Linked DNA regions of Sus scrofa: region 1 is linked to region 2. The links are chromatin contacts, called in public Hi-C maps. All regions are on one chromosome and are shown on one strand. Each heading gives the region's core, a stretch centred on a gene start, on an enhancer-like site or on the middle of the called end of the contact. The rest is flanking DNA. Distances are from core to core; before and after follow the strand shown. Region 1 overlaps PARD3 (partitioning defective 3 homolog). Region 2 overlaps NRP1 (neuropilin-1).

Region 1 (5,686 bases), core at 390-2,889, 640 kb after region 2:
CAATCTATAAAGGAATGTGGTACCATTACTCGAATTTTGAAAAGCGCTAACACAATAGGAATCCATCACAGGAAACAACAGCTATGCCCAGCTCTCAAACATTTCAGAAGTACCCGTCTGCTCTAGGGGATGTGGGCAGAAGCTCATGAACAAATCCTATCTCTTCAGCACAAAGGCAGCGCTTTGCTGGTCTAGGGTCATACTGTACTTCTTTTAAAAAACTGTTTCTTTTTTAAAAAAAAGTGAAAACCTGAATTTTTCACAACGTCCAACACGCCTTCTAAGAGGCCAGAATCAGTGCTATTTAACTGCACATAAATGGGATCTTTGATGTGACATCACTGCTTTCTTCCATGTAAAGTGTGTCTTCCTCATAAGAAATTCAAGTCCATAATGTTTATTGGTAAATTACACTCAAGTTGCAAAAACATTCCAATGATCTCTGCCAGATAAGCAAGCTAGGGAAACAAAAATACTCACCTGACACGGGGAGAATAAAGAAAATAGCACGGAGCTGCTAGACTATGGGGCGGGAACTGCTTTTCTCATATTTAAGTCCTTGGGGATAATCCCAATGTCTAATAGGAAGTGAAAATTCAAAGACCCGTGTTTGTCAAATAAAGCAGTGATTGAGGGAATAAATCAATGAACAAATGACTCTCTGAACAGACTATTAAAATAGCTACAGAAATACTACTTTCCAGTACATTCTGGCTGCCTGTCCTCCTACCCTGGGCAGATCTTCACTCTGGGGTTTCAAACCAAGTACCAGCAGAGCTTTGCCAACACAGAGGGAACAGCAAGAGGCAAAACAGCCACATGGCACATTTCGTGACAGATGCCTGCCATCAGAGGAGAGAAACTCAACTCTTCGTGGCTAAACCTTCAACCCTGGTCAGAATATCCAGGCTTACTTCCCCCACAGGCTGATCCACATTCTACCTTCGTGGCTCTTTCGCATAAAAATTCCACGTAAACTCCTCGGCTCCCAAGCCAGCGGTGTTCTCCGACCAGCTCCGCGTCCCCAGTCTGGCAAGCTTCTCTCCGTGATTAGTTACCGAAGACGCCCCCTGGCTCGCAGGGGGGGGTTTAGAGAATTAATTAATGTTTGCAAAGTGCTTGTAGATCCACAAGCCAAGGGGTATTATATAAATGCAAAGTATTAGCATTAGTCTCTTTTCCAAAGGGGCAGACGGCCCAGAGCACTTATTCAAGCCTTCTAAGAAAACCAAGGCCCCCGAACTAGGTCTTCCTCTGTTAAAGGGGTGGTGGATTTACAACCCTAATCACCGACGCCTGCACATCAACCTGCCCAGGCCTTTGGGTTTTTAAGTTTTTTATTTTTTCTCCAGGCTCTGCTTGGGGACCCTCAGTTCTTAGGCTCCAAAGCCTGCAAAAGAGATCAGAACTTATCATGAAAAGCAAATTCCCTCCTCCAGAAAGGGGTTTCACATCTCACTTCCTCATCATCAGGAGGAGATAAGACAGAGGTCCCGGCTTTTTGGAAAGTTCGCTGTGTCCCTTGGTGGACAGGGGAGGCCCTGGCCAAATTCCTCTTTGAGTGATTACATTCTGCTCACCCCAAGGTCTCCTGCTGTTCCCACTGTGGGCAGTATTTATTGTCACTTCCTGCCCTTGATGGTTGTGCAAGCTTCCTCTGTCCTGTTTAAACAAGTGCTGTGTGTCACCTGCCGTAGCGCCTCCTCTGGATTAAGGAGAACAGGCCACCAACACCGTGGCCATCACTTTTAGGGCCTGGACCTGTGGTTTATTTTGATACATAGATTGGAGGAGCCATTGATGTATCATGTTTACACATGTACTTTCTGCCTCTATCCCTGTTATTTTCACTATAAACCTGGGAAAACCGTTGGGAGGTTATGTAAGCACTACCCTGGGTCCTGATCCGCAAATATCTTAGGCAACGTTTATTGGTCATTGAGAATTCCATTCCTCCGTGCTGAAAAAAACACTCTCTCCTAGCATGTCACTGGTATTATGCAAAGTTAGGGCACGCTGTCATATAGGTCTCCCAACATTAGAGGAAGGAGAAAAAGCTTTAAATGCGTCTTCTTGTATATGTAAAAAAGAAACAAAACCAAAACATGAATGGAAAAAAAAAAAAACAACCATTTTAAGTAATGCCTTCATTTGCGGGATCTTTATTGAACGTCTCTATAAACCCAGACATGGCATTTATTTTAGGATATTTTTCTTTCTCACATGCCAGCTCTAGGACACTTAAGGAACTTAGATAAGAAGGTGACAAGACGAGCTCAGGGCTTCATCTCAGAACCGGAACAGTTATGGGGAAACTGGATGGGCCCCGGAGTAGGTGAGGAGGAACGAAGATTGAAAAAATAAATAAATAAATAACATCTTACGCGTTGTATTACACACACACATGTGCGTACATATTGTGTACTATAGAGTGTCACGGTTTAGAAAGGGCTTTGAGATGTCCCCCACGTAACTCTCACAACAACCCCACAAGGCAAGTAGTATACCCATTTGACAGATGGGAAAACTCCGCCTCCAAGGAGTGGGAGACACGCCTGAGAGCGCAGAGCTGGTCACGGTGCCTGAGCTGAACGTGGGCCGGGGAGCTCCTTCTCCAGGGGGACGGGGAGAAGGCTCGGCCTGTCACCCGTACCTCGCCGGACAACTGTGGGCCTGGAGGAAGACGAGGGGAGAAATGCAGGCGGAGCTGGGGTGGGGGGCAATGTTCGCGGAGAGGAGACTCGACCTTCCAGCCTCCCGCCAGCGCCCGGATCAGACAGGCTTCCCAGGGTTACAGGCGTCCGCACGCGCTTCCTGACCCTCCGTCACTTCCTCCCTGCGGCAGTGACTGTGGAGGTCCCCTGGCCGCCCCTGGCTCCTCTGAGTCTCATTCTGGAGGAAGTCAGCCCAGAGACCAGCACGGGCCCCAGATCAGATGCCTCCGTTTCCCTCTGGTCAGCCTAGAGTTTTCATCCCCAGAAAACAGCTCGTGGGGGGGTGGGGGTAGGTAAGGGCCCGTGTGACCCGTCACCCTCAACTTCCTCACTGGACGGCTAGGGTCCAGCCTCCGCCTGCCCCCGCCCGGCCCATCTCTCCTGGATCCTTAACGCCAGATGTCTCCCCTCTGCTCCAACCCATCCCAGCAGGACTGCGACTTCCTGTGGGCAGAAGCCAGGCTTCGCTAGAGGGCTAATTCCAAGCCAGAAGATCCAAAACTGCCTACTGAATTAGAACGATCCAAAACTGCCTATTGAATTAGCCCTAAAAAACCCAAGCGCTCTCAGAACCCTCCTTTGCTCTCTCCCACTGTTTCACCGAGAGGATGAAGTCCATTCAAGGTGTGAGAACATTTCCTTCTGGAGACATAGCCCCGCATCGGCTGCCACAATGAGCTGGAATTCAGCCGATTGGTATGTGGAGCCCTGGGCTCGAGCTTCGGTGCCCCGGGAGGGCCTGGGGTCAGGAGTGGAGGCACTTAAAGGACTGGCCTTGCACATTTGGCCATTTAAAGATGCTACAAGAGCAGCAAGGGGCAGGGTCTCAGGCAAGAAGCCTAACAGCGCGCCTGATGCTCCTACGATGCCAATGCAGGCAAATGTCATTGAATGTTTCCATCTGTTAGAACCGAGTCTGGAAGGCCCAGGCCCAGGCCCACGCATTCCTGTACCCTCCACAAGCCCTGGGAAGCTCTGCCTGGGAACAGGCTCACTGCTGGTGCTGATCGTTTTCCTCCACATGGCCTCTCAAAGAAAAACAAACGAGCAAACCACAGCATTCATCAAGACGCTGCCCCAAAAGGGCAAAACACAGAACCCCAAGTTGGAAAGCCTCAGCCTAGGGAAGCCACAAAGCATCTCCAACATCTCTTTCTGCGATCCCCGTCTCCCCGTTTTCAGGGTACACTGACTTCCTTGACAGTCGCACCCACAACAGTACCTGCTTTCCAACGGAAGGGAAATTAGTAATGTGTCCCTTCCTTTGCCAGGGCAGGGCTAACGATCCCCTCCAAAGTGAAGCCACCAGGTTTGGTTTTTAAAGGCATTTGCCTAATTCACCTTAATCCACTTAGTCAATCAAAGATGAGCTGCAGAGTATCCCTTTCCCACGGCAACAAGAAGCCTCCTGTCGCCCATATTTACTGGGACAGCCGAGTAAATATGGCTGGGAAAGGTGGATGGAGCAGCAGATAATTAAAGTGCTCAGGACCACTCGCTCATTGATTTTCCTCTTGTAAAGGTAGCTCAATTGAAATGTTCAGAATAAATCATGTGTTAGGATTATCTTCTGAAGAAAGAGCTGAGAGCCTATTGATTAATAATTATTTGCACTAACAGACTCAACTAAGGCAATACCATCAATTACCTTAAAAATTGGCTCAGATCAATCACAATGGAATCAGGCTGTATTTGAAGATTCATTGTCTTTGGCTTAGAATTTTTAAAGAGATCCACAGAGAGAGAGGCAGGGCTTCTGAATGGAATCCTAGGCAAGCATCTGCTGGCCGGAGCGAATGGTGGGGAATTACTTCTGAATATGCATTGACCTAGACCTTGTAATGGAGTAATGAGTCCCCCACACTCTCCCTGAGTCGGGGTTTCCACGGTCAATAAATATTTTCCACATATGGTACCGGATGAATGCATACAGCCCAACAAATGTACTGCGGGTGATAAAGCACAAAATTGGGCGAGAAAGGGACAAGCTGGGAGGCTGACAAGCCAACGGTGGCCGTCCATCCAAGTGGAGACACACAGATAGGTGTCTATGCCTAGGATTAATCCACCAAGTCACACCCACACAGTAGAAACAAGAACACCCAGAAGTACCCCCAACCTAATTGAGTCAGGCACCTGAATGTGATTTGCATAAAGACACCATTCCAAGGTGTTGAAAAATGGGAGCCTTACTCTGTCTTGTACATTCACTCAGCAACTCAAAAAAACACGGCTAATTTTGGCAGTGAGGCCCAGTTCCAGTGTCCCACCTCCCCAGAAGACGCCTCATTCTGTGGCCACCATGGCCACTCTAAAGTACAAATCCGACCACGTCACCCCTCTCCTCCTTCCTGGAACAGTGTTGACTAAGTCTGCAGCCTAGCATCTCTGCCTGACCCTCTGACCCAGGGCGCTCAAAGGGTGGTCTGGGGACTCCTGGGTCACCAAGACCCTTCCCAAGGATCCACTACTTTACAAAGGCCAGAACTATTTCATAATAATTCCCAGACATCATTTGCCCTCTTCACTGATGGTACAAAGACAGCGGGTGAACTGTGAACAGAACTGGTAAAGCAGCTGGTGGTTCAGCACAAAAAAGGCCAAAGGCACCAAATGATGCTGATGGTCCCTGAGTTCTTCCCTTCCCAGCCCTTGAAGGAAAGTGAATGTCAGTTTCACTTAGGCATGATCTTTTTTTTCTTCTTCTTCCTTTTAGGGCTGCACCTGCCCTATGGAAGTTCCCAGGCTAGGGTCAAATCAGAGCTGCAGCTGCAGGTCTACACCACAGCCACAGCAACGCCAGATCTGAGTCCCACCTGTGATCTATACCACGGCTTGCAGCAGTGCCGGATCCTTAACCCACTGAGTGAGGCCAGGGATTGAACCCACATCCTCATGGATACTAGTCTGGTTCTTAACTAGCTGAACTGCAACGGGAAATCCCAGGCATGAGCTTGATGATGCAGTACATT
Region 2 (5,495 bases), core at 481-2,980:
AACTCCCCTCAGGGACCGCTTGGGCACTGCCTCAGCTGCGCATGCGTCCTGACGCCCCACGTTGGACGGTGGCCGGCGAGGATTTCAGAAGCGCGGTACCTGCCACCGGGCCTCCTGGAGTCCCATACTGACTACCTGCCTTCCCTCAGGGTTGCTGCCGTGTCCCTCCGCCACGTGAGCTGAGCCAAGTCCAAGGCAGGCGACATTTCCATGCAAAAAAGCAGGACTAGTAGGGCTGGACTAGGAAGAGCCATTGCCTGCTTCCCACTTGGGCTCCGCCCTTGGGGTCCGCATGTCAGGGACGCATGCGCGGCAGCCCTACCTAGGTAGGCTGGAAAACCTGTTGAGCTCCCCTGTCCTAAGACTACGTTCAGGATCTTTCCTTCAGCCTGAAGTTAGCAGTTAGGCAGAAGAGGGCTGACCTTTGGAGGAGCAGGTTTCATAAAATAAATAAACTGGATGACGGCATATAAAAGTTACAAACTTCCTTAGGATGCCATATGCGAGCAACTTGTAAACAGCCCATAAATATCACCTGCTGGGCACGAAGCAAGGTGGCTGATGCAGAATTCTGCACGAACACATTTTCTGCAACAGGGAGCATCTGGTAAGGACAATTTAGACTCTGGTTGGCACACGAGGACAGTGATAAAACCTGTTACGACTGACTTGTGTCTGCAGTTGTGGATCGTGAGTCGCTCTCCCTGGGTGTGGATATAGAGCCGTCTAGTGTGATCCAGGGGTCGCTTGGGGGCTGAGTGGTGCCAGCAGTGGGATTGGAAAAGGAGCGCAGCATTTGGCGGGGACTCCCACATCACAAGTGGGATTTCACCAGCCACCACCACCGCCCAGTTTTTGCAGCAGGAAAAACTGAACCTTTCATAGTAGTGTCAGATTTTTGAGCCATTTTCTTTTCTTCTCGCTTTTTTTTTTTTTTTTTTTTTCAATTTTCTTTTTACAGCTGAAGATGGAAGTTCCCCGGCTAGGGCTCTAATCAGGCTGCAGCTGCAGACCTATGCCACAGCCACACCAGTGCCGGATCTTTAACCACTGAGCAAGGCCAGAGATCAAACCACATCATTATGAACACTATGTCCGGTTCTTAACCCACTGAGCCACACTGGAAACTCCTTTAAAAAATTTTAGTCATTTTTTAAAGGTTCACATCTATGTCGCGCTTAGAGAACAGCATGTAGAAAAAAAGCATTGTGAATAGCGACTGTGACCTCTACCCACGCTTGTCTTCGGTCTCCTAAATATAAATTCCAGAATACTTTATTCTACAAAGGATTCAGTTTCTTCCATAGAAAATAATAATGAGAAGGATGAATGAAGTTTGGTGGTCTTTTCTCCCGAACACACTTAGCACAGAATCTTCACGTAGAAAAAATACTTCCAATTTCTCCAAAGTGGAGAATAATTATGACAAGAGAAACAGAACTGAAGAAAAGGTGGGCTAATGGGTTTTTTTTCCCTACAAACATGTACACAAGGTAGACATATTTTAGTGCCATTCTCTCCCCTCCTCCCAGCACAAACCTTTCCAATTATACTTTTAATCAAGAATTCCTTCTTATGTTGTGACTTCCTGCCCCTCTGGGTTCCTATGATATACAGTTTCCATCCTGGTCTCATCCTGTTTGGCCCCTTTGCGTAAAAGCTAAGGAGCCTGGCCCAGGGCCTGCCAGGGCTTTTCAAAGCCCCAGCAGTCTGTAAACAGGAAAGATTTCCTCTCAGGCGGAGGGCCCCTCCTTGATCAAAAGATGGCTCTGGGATAAGGACTTCCCCCCAATTTTCAGCCATTAGCACTTTGAGATCAGATGCCCTCATGGAGGGCACATCGCTAGCCATCCATGGCAGAGGGGCCGGGCATCCTGCCAGAAGTCCGAGGGCCACACAGAAAATGCAGGAAGAAACATTTGCAGCTGCTCCGTCTGTTCAGGAGGAGGGAGGGGCTGGAGAAACATAAATATCTCCTCTGCGCAATGGCCCCGGCTACTTGACAGCCAGGGAGGGCAAGCTGATCAGACTTCAGTGCAAGGAAGGGGGACAGGGGAGCTCCCCAAATTTGGAAATCATCACTCCACACAAAAAGGCTGCTTTTATCCCCATGGTTAGTAAGTGGCTGGAGGCCACTTTAAAACTGTTTTTGAGAAAAGGGAGCATAGCCAATGACATTAGCTGGAGATATGTGTAAAAGTTCTGGTTATGCCTGTCTTAGAGTCAACTTTCTTGCTTTAGAGCCACAGTTCCCGTTAGCAAAGCTGACGAGATCTTTCTCCAAGGCGGCTCAGTTTCTCTCTATCATTTCAGCAGCATCTATCAAATTCGGGCAAAATCTGCCCCTCAGCAGTCAGCATATTTTGCATTCCTTTCTAGTTAATCACACCATCAGTGAACCTCAGTGTCTATGGGTGAAATGCCACGGAAGCCCAATCAAGCCATCCTGCATCTTTTTTCTAAGTTGGGCCAACAGATCAAAGTCTGTGCCAAAACAAACAAATAAACAAACATTTTTAAAAGACCTGCTTTCCAGCACTGGTCTTATCTAGAAAGCTCCTTCTTTTTAATTACCTGACAAGGGAAAGGAGGGCTTTGAGTTCTTATCCACCCTTCTCTGTGACTCTCGGCGGGCACTGCCAGACTGCCTGGTTTCATTTGCTTTCTCCTTATTTGGATAATCTCCATTTTCTGAAAGATTCCAAACTTGCAAATCCCAGAGGAGGATGAGACCATTGTTGGCCTCTCCCTTCCACGCTCAACTCCACGTTTAAACTCTACCTTATTTCTTTCCAACTGACAGTGATCATTATACTGTAGAGAAGGGATGAGGCCAAACTTTGGCAAGGTGAAAGGGTTTCACTACATGTAAGTCGGGTTTCAGTTTCAGATCTTCTAAGTCAGAGGCTGGTGGTTAATAAAGAAGAAGTCAATGTGAAATGTGATGGAGGTGATGAGAGGAAAATGAAAGTCTGCCCACACAGAACAGAAGTGAGCAACGACTTAGAAAACACCGCCCTCAACCGTTGGCCATAGCCTTCACCATCGTAAACAGTAAATCATCTGTTTATAAGTCCTGCCTCCCCCATTCGCTGTAACCCCATCCAAGGACAACAAACAAGGCATTCTTGATCATTCTGTGTCTGATCCTCACTAGTGATACCGGCATATGATATACGTGCCTCCCCCCAGTTTTGTTTTTGTTTTTGTTTTTTTTTAAACTAAATACTGGCCTGGGGAAGAAATACTGGCCTGGGGATGAAAAAGAAGAAATGAAATTTTTTTTCCCCAAATTTTGAGAATCTGTTTTTCCATCAAGATATAAATGGGGGATTTAACCAAATCACATGACGGAACAAACATTTCCTGTGTGATATTCAGCCGTTCTTGGGAAATAACTAAATGAAATTTGGTTAACACATAAACCAAGGTCGAAGAGAAAATAACTGAAACATATTATAATCATTAGTTTAGGAATAGACCGAGACATTTTCATTAAATACTTTCCATTTTTGGCCTCCATTCCTTTTTCTTTCACTGATTTGCTTTTCTTTATTTGAATAGAATTCCTACCCCCAGAAATACTGTATCATCACTACCAAAAAAAAAAAAAAAAAAAAGAGAGAGAGAGACAGAAAGCTAAGAGAGTGGAAAAGAAAACAAACACCACATAAGAGACCTTGGTAACATTTTCTTCTCCTCTGATGTTCTCGGTCAGCCACTTATGTCCTGCTCCAATTATTATTATTTAAAATTTTTAAAAATTTTAGTACAGTGAATTTACAATGTCATGTTAGTTTCAGGTGCACAGCAACGTATTTCAGTTACACATACACACACACACACAGGTTCTTTTTCAGATTCTTTTCCATTATAGGTTATTACAAGATATTGAGTCGAGTTCTCTATGCTGTACAGTAGATCCTTGTTGTTTACCTATTCTATTCCAGCGGTGTATATATGCTAATCCCAAACTCCTAATTTATTCCCCCCCCCCGCAAGCCTCCAATTTTGCCTCACTGGTCCCTTTACTCTTCAGCACCTACTCTACCATGACTGTTCCCTACCAGCCATCCCAAGTGCCGTTATCCAATGCAAACTTAGTTTCAAGATAAGCTGTGTCTTTCATTGCTCTGGGGAATGGAATGAAACAACTCCATCTAAACCAACAGCCATATGGTTGGCATTCAATCTGCTCATCTCCTTTTATTTGGGGACCTATTCGGTCTAGGCCTGAATCTTTTCAGAAATGCACAGCACCGCCCACAGATGGCATCGGGCCACTGCTTGAAAGCTGCTGGAGGAGGGAAGCTGACCGCTCTACAAGATGGTCCCTCATCAGCGTAGAAAGTGAGTAGAAAACCATATGCCTCGAGTGTAAGCAATGTAACCCCAAAAGGCGGAAGCATCCATACAACCAGACTGACTTTAATGTAAACAGTCGAATCAGTTCTTTGTAACTGAAGCGTGATCTGCTACAGAACCACAGGCACCATAATGGTGTGTCCGCCAGGCCACAGTTGAGCACCACATGACATTACAGTGGCCCAAAATACAGCACACGGGGACAGGAGAGGGAGTCAATAGTTGGGGTCAACTTTCTAGTAACTGTTCTAAGAGTTGCTGTCACATACTTAGGTGAAAAACAACCATTACTGCATTTGTACAAACATATGCCATGTACTAAAACCATTTTTTAAAATATGTCCGCAACTCTCCAATTACAGTAGCTCAAGATGGGCCATGGACGTCCCTGGGAAATCCTATTTTATGCGTTAGATTTGTTATGTTGTATCAGGATGAAAATTTCTACCCCTTGGTCCCTGTTCTCCCCTTCAAGGTGACACAGAGTAAGTTCTAACCCCCCTGGAGCCCTCACTGCTGTACCTCAAAGCACCAGATCATGAATATGCACAACCTGAAACAAACCACCAAGAGGAAAAACCACGCAAGCTCTCATGAGGAAGTGAGAACAGGTGAGGGGAGCACCGTCCCGGGTGACAGGAGAACAGAGTTGGCACCACCGTCCTCCTCACCGGGCAAGTCACCCACTGTGAAAACGCCAGTTTCTTCATCTCTCAAATGGAAGGATCAGAATGTAAATTTGGGGTTATCTTCTTGGCTAGCTGCCAAGCAGTGTATGTGTGTTTATAACTTTCCTCACGTTTACCAAGATGGGCATTATGACTAGAAACTTATTCTAAGAACACAATTTGAGGTCTTTTAATGTAAGAAGTATTTTGAACAACAATTTTAACTATAGCTGTTATACACATACTTGTGTCTGTGTGTGTGCGCGCGCACGTGTGCATGCACATGCAGGGAAGTTATTGCTTATATTAATCTGCTACAATCAAATCCATTTTTCCCCCATCTCAGGCTTGCTGGGCAAACTGACTTCTATTATTGGCAAAGGGCTGTCTACATGGAGCTCACATTGTTTCTCTAGCGTAAATAAAAGCAACAGAAACAATGAGCATATAACCACTGCTGGA

Evidence for each region. Hi-C and Micro-C count contacts between places; a contact is called where the count stands out from the background.
Region 1: a Hi-C map of liver shows a contact between it and region 2, with 4 times the contacts expected there. The contact joins two enhancer-like sites. A contact is called at or near these places in 2 of 47 Hi-C or Micro-C datasets (epiblast stem cells and liver) and 1 of 2 datasets of contacts at active chromatin or transcription factors (skeletal muscle).

What each region holds. Positions count from the first base shown.
Region 1 is chr10:57,042,867-57,048,552 of Sscrofa11.1, forward strand. All of the region lies in intron 23 of PARD3 (partitioning defective 3 homolog), which reads right to left. Among named protein-coding and RNA genes, the nearest start is that of PARD3, 550 kb to the right of the region's middle. Within about 2 kb of position 1,640, at least 3 of the 83 cell types and tissues checked have an H3K27ac peak or open chromatin away from gene starts, as enhancers often do. A contact at or near this core is called in liver, where this site is marked.
Region 2 is chr10:56,398,136-56,403,630 of Sscrofa11.1, forward strand. All of the region lies in intron 3 of NRP1 (neuropilin-1), which reads right to left. Among named protein-coding and RNA genes, the nearest start is that of NRP1, 30 kb to the right of the region's middle. Within about 2 kb of position 1,731, at least 36 of the 83 cell types and tissues checked have an H3K27ac peak or open chromatin away from gene starts, as enhancers often do. A contact at or near this core is called in liver, where this site is marked.